Linked DNA regions of Mus musculus: region 2 is linked to region 1. A link is a contact called in public HiChIP or PLAC-seq data. All regions are on one chromosome and are shown on one strand. The core of a region is the stretch at or near the end of the contact, and the rest is flanking DNA. Distances in the headings are between cores, read along the strand shown.

Region 1 (5,124 bases), core at 1,572-4,071:
ACCCTTCTGACCTTTAGCAGGAGGTGCTGCCTTCTGGCCTGCAGCCTTCTGAGCAGGAGCCTTCTGGCCTGCAGCCTTCTTGCCTGGTCCTGTGGCCTTCTTGGCTGGGACTTTAGCTTTAGCAGCAGCAGCAGCTGCAGCCGCCGCAATGGCAGCTTTGGCCACAGCTGCTTTTTTGGGAGAAGCTTTCAGGATAGCAGCTCTTTGAAGTTTCTTTACTTCAGTCTTGATTATTCTGTTCCTCTGAAAAAACACAGAAGAGCACTTGCTACACTCACACAACAATACGCCTTATGTCCATTGTTAGAAATTAAACTGCTTCCACACACATAAACTATAGAGAGATTATTTCCAAGACTCATTTGGTCATTAAGCCAGCTACTTTTACCCTGAGCAATCTTGCTGGCCCTAACCTATCAAGAGCTATAAACATCAATTACACACAACACCACAAAATAGGGACTGGCTACTCTTCCCTCATTACCCTACAGCCAATATAAATGTACATCTGAAGACTTACCATTTTCTTTGCCTTCATGACCTTGAAACGATCAAAGTCTGTCATCTTGGCTTTCTGTTAAAAGAAAAACAAAACTCAACTGATCTCCCCTGACATCTCAAGCACATCCCGCCCTCCAGAACTCAAAGCTTTGTGCCTTTACCCTTTCTCTGGCATCAATTTTCTTGGCCCATCTTGTGGCTGCCCATTTCGTATTGATATCCGCCTTCTCCCAAGCTTTTCGGACATACTTCTGGCGGGCACTATGAAGATCAAGTCACATATTACTCAATCAGCTTTATGGTAGGTCATGTCAAAAAAATATTTCAAAGTACACTTACCACTGCTCACACGTGTGCATAAAACCATGTCCCTTTGTAAATAACAAAAGCTGCTCCTTACACCTGCTATATTTTGCACATTAACTTGGCTAAGTTTCTTAACCACTAAAAACTTCTGCGCTTCGGTGAACCCTAGATTCACCTGTAGTCACTCCGGTACATGGTGACCATAACCACTCCACCAGCACCCCTCAGTTGGCATCTGTCTCAGAGACCACCCAGGTTAAATCCACTCTGTGGTGGCTCATTACAGCAGGTGCTTCATTGTACCAATCATTGCTGATGACAACCACACAGTGCTGCAGGACAGTCTTAATCTGCACCCCTCTAAAACACAACAAACCCCATCACTAAGGTGACTCAGACCAGAAGACTGCAAATTTGGGGCCAATTTGGATATATGAGAGCAGACATTTTCACGGAACTTATTGTGTGTGTGTGTGTGTGGGGGGGGGGGAGACACGGGACCCAAACAGGAACTTCATAATGGCAAAACGACCTGGGCAATTTTAAGTCAGTAAGTCTGTTTGTTAGATATAGGCCCCTTTCCTTGGTTGGCTCCAAACCATCTGTATTATCCGTGTATATATAGACTGTGGCACCAAACTGAAAAGCAACTTAGAACAAGGTGTTACCTGTGTGGGAACTTGAGGATGAAGTCAGTGAGCTGCATGCATTTGAAGGGCATGGCCTGCCTCCTCACCCGAGTACAGGGTCCATCCACTAAAGCCTAGGATACAAAATCAAGGACCTCAGACAGGCATCTAAAGTTCAAGATGGCTGTAACCTCTACGTAATTTCTAGCCCTTTCTGGACGAAATGTACATTACCATTCAAATGAAGAAAATGCACGTTTGTGAACCCAGTATCCTAAAAGCCTCCACTGTGGTATTTTCAGACAAGGTCAAGCAGCCCAGGCTAGTGGCAAACTCCTGCTTCTCCTACCTTATCCTCCCAGAGCCTGAGGTAGCAGGAGCCACATCTATCTTTAGAATCCAGGGACTCTAGCAAGCACTCTACCAACAGAGCCGCACCTCCAGCTCACTGAAGTCTTCTCAGTTACCTCATTTAAACTCACCTGCATTTGCCTGCCTCGTTTACCCGGTGAATTAGTGCTGTAAGATGAGCTAACTCTACCCAGTGCTTCAAACTCCGTGGCCAGTGTTTCCTCAATGGTAAACCTGTAATCTAAAGAACTCCACCCAAGGACCACTCTAGCTACCCTGAGTAACATCTACGGTGCTGTCGATCTTACGGCCACGTTAAATAAAGATTGTAAAATACTCCGTCCCACACGTACCCTGTTCTGATCAATGACATCTACAATTGCGACCAGCTTTCCAGCATGGGGCCCGAAGGAAATGTAGGCCACCCGGCCAACCTCCACGTAACGCCTGAACACCTAAAACAGGAAAAGAAACAAGGGTTGGCTTTAAATATTCCAAGTCCGCTGCTTACCGGCAACACAGGGCTCGGGGCCGCCCTGGGAGACGAGTTTGAACTTAGTAGCCAGCATTTTTTAACTTCAAGTATCCCGTGGCCACTTTCCCAGCACACGAGCTCCCTGGATCCGCTCTTACCCATGTTTGATACTCCTTTAGTTCTCATACAATTAATTCATCGTTCAATCCACTGAACCACTCCCCGGTTCGCTTTTTCCGGAGAAAAAGAACTGAAGGGAGCTCATGAGGAGCCAGGCCGCCGGGCAGGTCCGAGGCCGCAGCAGCGCCGCCATCCCCGGACCTCAGGCCCAGCCACTCCCGCCACTGCGCACGCGTGGCCCCGGTAGTGCGGTCCACGCGAGCCGCGCTCCCTGCGGGCTGGGTTCCACGCCCCGCTGCCTCCCCACGCGCTGGCCGGGTCGCGCAGAGCCACTCCACGCCGGGGCTCCCCCGCCCGGGGCAGAAGACGGGCGTCGCGACGGCCGCACTCGGAGCTCTCGGCACACACACTCACCATGTTGGCGGCGCTCAGCGAGAAGAGAGAGGGCCCGCCCTGCCGTGCGCATGTGTCGGCAGAAGCCCCGCCCCCGACGTCCAGCGTGCCCACCGATTGGTCGACGGGGAAACGTGCGTGCTTTTACGCATGCTCACTGGGTTATGACATGGCGGTTCCGGCTCTCTATGGACTGCTTCTCCTCAGACACGTGCAGTGAGCTTGGCGTTGTAATTTCTCCTTTCTATTTTGTTTGGGTTTGGGATTTTGGGGACAAGGCCTTTTAGTGTAGGCCTTCCACACTGTATAATCCAAGCAGGCTCGCTCGCAGCAATGCTCCTGCCTCAGTCTCCCAAATGTTGGCATGACAGGGCGGTCACTCCTGAGAACTTTAGGGATAGGAAGGACTCATAGGATGAACTGTCTGTCCCCAGCCCACTTCCCTTTTCTTCTGTATACACAGGATATAATTAAGACACAGCCGAGGGTGCTGGCGCTCGCCCTTAATCCCAGCCCTCGGGAGGCAGAGGCGGAAGCAAATCTGGATTTAAGGCCGCTTCCCCTACCAAGGAGACATACTGAGACATTGTCTTAAAAGTCCAAAGACACAGGGCTGGAGAGATGACTCAGCTGTTAAGAGCACTGACTGCGCTTCCAGAGGTCCTGAGTTCAAATCCCAACAATCATATGGTGGCTCACAACCATCTGTAGTGAGATCTGACGCCCTCTTCTGGGGTGTCTGAAGACAGCTACAGTGTACTTACATATAATAAATAGGCCGGGGGGTGGGGGGAGGCGGGCGGGGGAAAGGGAATATATTTCACAGATATGCCTCTTATGGAGGCATTCCTCCAAGTGGGGCTCCCTCCTCCCAGAGGACCCTAGCTGTGTCAAGTAAACAAGAGCAAAGGAGCACACTGGGTGCCTTCCTCAGTCACTCTTCTTCCGGTCTTTATGAGACAGCCTCTCACTGAACCCAGAGTTTGCCAGTTCAGATAGGCATGCTGGTCACTGAGCCCCAGGGGCACACTTGTCTCTACCTCCCCAGGATGACCACTGCAGGCCATCGATCCTAACTCTTCCTAACTCTTCATGTGTGTGATGGGGATCCAAATTCAGGCCTTTACAACATTAAGCACTTTACATACTCTTTTATGTGTGTGGAGGAATAGTCCCCTTGGAGGCCATTAAAGCTAGAGCTATGAATGAGCTGGAAACAGAACTCAAGAAAGCATTCAACTGCTAGTCATCTCTGTGGCTCTGAACGAACCCCATTTCAGACATTTTATTTTATTTTATTTTATTTTATTTTATTTTATTTTATGTGTATGGGTGTTTGTGAGCACCAAGCGCAAACAAACTTAGTACCTGCAGAGGCCAGGAGAGGGCATCACATCCTCTGGAACAGGAGTTAACAGAAGATTATGAGCTGCCAGCCTCTCTCAATAAATTCCTCATCCTAACGAGTCTGCTTTTGCTGAAGAGTGAAGCGGTACTGAGTGAGGAATCCCAAGGAAAAGCTCTCAGTCAGGACAGATGCCGAGAGCTCAGTGAAAAGATGTTCCAGACAAGAGGGACGGAGAATCCTTGCCACCTGCAACTCATGCACTCGGCCGGCGGGTCCTGGAGAGCTCGGTCCTGGAAAGCTTCACTGCCGGGAGCTTGGGGGATGAGACAGGAACCAACCAGCAGTGGACTCGGGAGTGTGGCAGAGCAGGGAAGAGTTTTCCTGGGGCACGTGGGAACCAGGATTCAAACCCCAAACTACCAAAATGAATACACTTAAAGTCAATCACAGTGGTTCAGGGAAAGAAAAAAGTTCACCTGTTGTTCTTAAACATGCAGCTCTTATATTTCCTTGATTTTTTTTATTATTAGGTCATTTTTTTTTTTTTTTTTGGAAAGGAAGCCTTAGATGAAACCTCAAATTCACAAGTAAAAATATTGCATATAAGCCATGTGCAGTGGTGCATGGCTATAATCCCAGCACGCAGCAGGCTTGGGTAGAAAGTGCCAAGAGCTTGAGATTAGCCTGGCATACATAGTAAGCACCAGCCGGGCCACATGGCAAAACTTTCTCAAATGAAAACAAAGTATGGAGCCGGGCGTGGTGGCACACGCCTTTAATCCCAGCACTCAGGAGGCAGAGGCAGGCAGATCTCTGAGTTCGAGGCCAGCCTGGTCTACAGAGTGTGTTCCAAGACAGCCCGGGCTACACAGAGAAACCCTGTCTCATAAAACAAAAAAAAAAAGAAAAGAAAACAAGTAGGGGAAGTGGCCTACTTGGTAAGGAGCTTGCCATGAGAACCTAGTTCAACTCCTGGAGCCCACATTAGGAAAAAGAAAGAA
Region 2 (5,124 bases), core at 1,888-4,387, 190 kb before region 1:
GGATTGATTCAAAGCACTGGAATCGATCCCCAACAAGGCTGCATTCTAGAAAAGAGATAAACCAGGAACAATGAGTCTAATAGAAACCAGAAAAGAAAGAAAGAAAAGTGAAAGCATGTCATAGATAGCAAGACTGTCACCTTGGCACAGCCTAGTTACCTGGAAAAAAAAAAGTGCTTTCATCAGTTTGGTCAGTGCACATGTCTGTGAGGAACTGTCTTGATAGTTAATGGATTCAGGAGGGCCCAGCCCACTGTGGGTGGCACCATTCCCTAAGCAGGTAGTGCTGAACAACTGGGTAAGAAACAGCACAGCATGTGCCTGAGGAGGAGTCAGCCAGTGAACACAAGTCTTTCATGGTTTCTGCTTCGAGCTCCTGTCTTGGGTTCCTGCCCTCACTGCCATAGGTGATGGATTGTGACCTGGAAGTATAAGCCAAATAACCCTTTCTTCCCTAGTTGCTTTTGGTTGAGGTGTTGATCACAGCAACTGAAAGGAAACCAGTACACTACTTAATCTAAGAATCACAAATGAGATGCCTTTAAAACCAAGGCAAGAGACTCTAAGTAAACAAAATTTGCATTGGCATAAAGTTCAAACACACTTAAAACCAAATAGTGGCTAACTGTTGATTCTGATGATGTTCATTCAAACCTGCACCAGGAAAATGGAAGCAGTGAAAAACCAAGGCATCACTGCAGAACTGAATTCAAGACCTGAGCTGTGAAATGAGGAGAAGACTGAGCAATGGTAGTCTTTGGGGGTTAAAGCACAGCAGAGCAAAAGGGGAAGCACTAAAAGGGGGGTTCTCAAAAGGGGAGCACGCAAAAGGAGAACCCTCAAAAGAGGAGCACTCAAAAGAGGAACACTCAAAAGGAGGAGCACACAAAAGGGAGAGAGCTCAAATAGGGGAGCACTCAAATCACAGCAGCTGCAGGTTCCTTGATCTTCCATCATCTGACGTCATCAAGGAGCTAAAAAGCTTTCATAGTGAAAAAGTTTCAACAATAGCTGACTTAGTAGCTCTATGTGGTTTTATTCTACCCTGAAAAATATGTCTTAAAATTAATATCCAGTGCTGGTGTGTCAGCTCAGTCAGCAGAGTGCTCGCTGGATAGCATTCAGTCTTGAGTTCTATACCTAGAGCAGGGCATGTGGGGGCTGGAGGTAACACAGGAGGCTCCTTGGTGCTGACTGGCCAGACAATCTAGTCTGAGCCATGAGCCTGGGTCTCAGTGAGAGAACCTGTCTCAAAGAACATGGTGGATGACTCCTAAGGAACAACACCCAAGTGTGACCGCTGACCACCACATGCATGTGTGTGCATGCACATACACACACACACACACACACACACACACATGAACACACATGCAGATATTCAAAAATATCAACATAAACAGGTTGGATATTGCCTGCAACATCACTGGGACAGAGAGAACCAGGGCATGGCACGGAACTTGCCATTTCTTCTTAATATTTCCCGAAACACATGACCAAGGGCATTAAATTGAGGGCTCGCTTACAGTTTCAGAGGCTTAGTGCATTATCAACGGGCGTGGCAGGCTTGGTGCTGGAGAAGGAATTGAGAGCCCTGCATCCTGATCCTCAGGCAACAGGCAAAGAGCCACTGGGGCTGGCATGAGCTTTTGAAACCTCAAAGTCCACCCATAGTGACACACATCCTCCAGCAAGGTCACCTCTACTTCAAGAAGGCCACACCTCCTAGTCCTTCCCTAGCAGTTCATCAGCTGGGGACTGAGCATGCAAATACTGAGCTTGTGGGAGCTGGTCTCATTGAAACCACTGCGCATGTCCACAGGGAACTCCCACAGTTTAAGAGCTCTTACAGTTCCCACCGCTGGACCACATTCCTTGAAGACTGCAGCTGGCATGGATCTCCTCCACCTCCTCTCCAAGAATGAATACATCAAGCCTCGATGTAGGAGGAGGGCAGAGGAAGGGAGAACGGATGAAATTGCTTTTACAGAATGGCTGCCATGTTCTAGAAGCTTCTGTGTGCTATCCACACATTCTGGACTTTTCCTTTCTCCACACTCAACCCAGCCCCAGGCAGAGGCAGTCCCGTCCCACTGGGCAAGGACACAGGTCCTTAGTGCTCATCACTGGACTTCACATTTTCCAAAAGCTCCAGCAAGCTCCATTCCTGACTATCCCAGGAAGGAACCACGGTACCCACTGGCCTCCAGTTCAAGGCTAAGTTCCACCTCTGGAAGTTTCTCACTGACTTGGGTGGTGAGAGGAGGGCCACCACAGCCCCACTGACCCACTTCCCAGCAGTGCTGTGAGAGGACATGACTAATTACAAAGGCTAATAAAATATTTACAGAGCTTACGGCGCACTTTGGAAGTGTGAGGGCTTACTTAATGAAAGCAACGGCGGCAGCGTTAGATCAACACGGCCCGCAGCCCAGAGCCACTCTGGAGAAGAGTAAACAGCTCGCCAGGGCAATTTCAAGCTCTATTAGATGCCTGTAGCAAATATCACCATTCTCCAAGAAGAGACACAATGTGTCATGTGGGAAATCCTTCCGGAGGCCCAGCCCAGCCATGTGAAATGTTGCCATTTTATGAAGATGCCTGTTGACCTTTCATGAGTGGGTGGGGGTGCCATGTTCCAGCTGCTTTTTTCCAAAGTCAGGAGGCAGAATGTGAGTTGCCTTCGTGTGACCTTGAGCTCAAACTCCGGGGCACTGCTTGCTTTGTGAAGAATTTGCTCTCTAGGAATCTGAAGTTGAATCCCACTTGGGCTGTTCAGGCCCAAGGGAGGGCAGTCTTGGCAACAAGTCTGTGGTCTTTTGGACCGTTTGGAGTGGGGACCGTAAAGTAATACAAACTGGACCACTTTAAGAGATTCAGACAGGGAGCAGACCCTATGTCAGCTGCTCCAGACAGGGACTGGGGTACAGTACAATGCTGTGCTGGTAGACAGGGGGGACCTCAAGATTGGTTAGGACTGGATGAGCAAAGGTGAGAGAGAGAGAACTCAATCTACCAACAAGGTACAGCCACTGCCGGAGAGCTGCGTTGAGAGTGGCAGAGGTAGTTATGTTCCCTGCCTCTTCCCAAAGTCCTGTCTGCCCTGCCCTCCATTGGGCAAACCTAAGCAAAAACTGGCAGAGCAGGAGGCCCAGGAAATGCAGTATGCACAGCTGCCACCTATGACTAAGGCAAAGCAGGGAAGAATTGAGGGATGTCCCACCCAAAGCAAAGAGTGACACTAGAGTCTTCCTGAGCACACAGCAGGCTGCACTGACAGGTCTTTAAGCAGATCTCCCATTTGCCACAATTCGTAGAAACAGGGACAGCTGGACTCTAGCTCCCAGTCAACTTGTGGCTCTCCTCTGCTGAGCCTGGTCCCAGCTGCATCCCTTCCCCCAAGAGAACAAGCCTACCCTCAAAGAATATGGTTCTCAGACTATGGAAATTCCAGTGCTGGCCACACCTTGGGGGTTATATTAACTTTTCCCGTGACTCAGAATTCTGACCTTGTAATGCCTCAAAAGTCACGGGCTACCCATCTTAAACATGGGCTATCTGGCTTAAATAGATTCTGGTACTACAGGCATGGAACTCTGGTCAGAAAAATTCACCTCCTCACCCACCCCGAATTATCAACCTCAACAATACCCAATGGGTTAAAAACATCAAAACACTCAATCAATAGGGTGACTTTAGAAAGTTCCAGGAACGATCTTATCTAGTTTTTTTTTTTTTTTAATATTTAAGATGAAGACTCTTACCAATTGAGTGAGAGGGGTGGAGTTCACGGGGTGTCATGGTTATGGGGACCTGGAGAAATTGTTTGCATACTCGGTTAGAACCAAAACCAGAGTCCAGAATCCAAGACTCCAGGCCAGTGCCATGCCCAAGTGACACGGGATGAGTTAAGAGTGCCATCTTCCCTCCATGTTCTGCACGTAACCAGACAAGGAAGGCACTGTTGCACAGAGCCCACCCAGGGGAGATGTAAGTAAGGCCACCGGTCTTCATAAGACCCCAAGAACAAGCTAAAGTGAGATCCCACCAAGCTCGCCCTGGGAACCAGAGAGTGTGTCAGCCTTCCCTACAGAGCACAGGGGCAGGATTACTCCCAGGAGAGTGGGTGACCCGACAGTAGCCGTGCTGAAAAGTTGGTCCAGCGTAGTTGATGGCTTCCCTACTACCTTGTAGATGGAGCTTCTTCAGCATATTAACTCTTGCACCTCATGAGACCACAGGCAGCTTGGACACAACTGCATGCAACTGCCTGGGAGAGGTGGCTGGAACCTCAGGTGAGGGTCCTCTGACCCTCCCCAACCCATTACTGAGGGAATGTCCAGAGTCCTCAAGACCACCAGTGATACCATTTTGGTAGTGGGCACAGCTAATCTGAAGATGGTGGTCGTTTGTCTAGGAAGATGGTCCTATATGGCAGGCATGTATATGATCAAAGTGTATGTATGAAATCGTCACAAGGAAAACACATCTGCCTAGTGTGGGTGCCGGGGATTGAACTTGGGTACTCAGCAAGTGCAGTGCGTGCCCTTAACTACTGAGCCCCTTGTTCTGTTTGCCTCTTCTTCAGCCAAGCAAGTGACTGACACCAGCAATCCATTTGCTGTGATTGACAGCACCCTGAAGCACAGGCCCCTCCCTCTTGTCCTTATTTTCCCACTTCCTCCTCTCCTGGGGACAGGATGCCAGGTGGCCTCTTTGTCTAAAAGATGACGTTGAGTATGTTGCTGTCCTTTCTCTTCTCCCGTGCTTGTAGAGGAATGGTACTTCCCTGCGGGAATATGTCATAGTGATAAATGACATTTTTCTTTCTGGGTTATTTTTAATTTCTCTGTTTATGAATAACATATGCAAAATCCAGGCTGGGCAGATGTATCCCTCTAGCTCTAAATCAATTAATATTTGAATTTCTGACATTTTAAATGAAGCAGTAGAGATGGCTTTTGGGTTTATTATTATTATTATTTTATTTGTTTCTGTTTTATTTGAATTTCATCTTATGTTCATTGATATTTTGCTTGCATGAGTGTCTAGAACTGGAATGGACGGTTGTGAGCTGCCATATGGGTGCTGGGAATTGAACCTGGGATGTCTGAAAGAGCAAAC

Evidence for each region. HiChIP or PLAC-seq counts read pairs in DNA pulled down with a chosen protein or histone mark.
Region 2: a FOXA1 HiChIP or PLAC-seq map of pancreatic cancer cells shows a contact between it and region 1. The contact joins the enhancer-like site here to the promoter of Rpl14 in region 1. A contact is called at or near these places in 4 of 484 Hi-C or Micro-C datasets (the G1E-ER4 cell line, Th1 cells and embryonic stem cells), 5 of 115 datasets of contacts at active chromatin or transcription factors (embryonic stem cells, memory CD8 T cells, pancreatic cancer cells and 1 more) and 2 of 9 other capture datasets (adipose tissue and liver).

Annotation. Positions count from the first base shown.
Region 1 is chr9:120,569,214-120,574,337 of GRCm38.p6, reverse strand. Rpl14 (ribosomal protein L14) reads right to left here and starts at 2,821. Exons shown (of 6, transcript NM_025974.2): 1 at 2,797-2,821; 2 at 2,141-2,242; 3 at 1,476-1,570; 4 at 663-762; 5 at 521-574; 6 at 1-243. The coding sequence starts at 2,799.
Region 2 is chr9:120,762,179-120,767,302 of GRCm38.p6, reverse strand. No RefSeq gene overlaps it. Among named protein-coding and RNA genes, the nearest start is that of Gm39459, 70 kb to the left of the region's middle. Within about 2 kb of position 3,137, at least 30 of the 459 cell types and tissues checked have an H3K27ac peak or open chromatin away from gene starts, as enhancers often do. A contact at or near this core is called in pancreatic cancer cells, where this site is marked.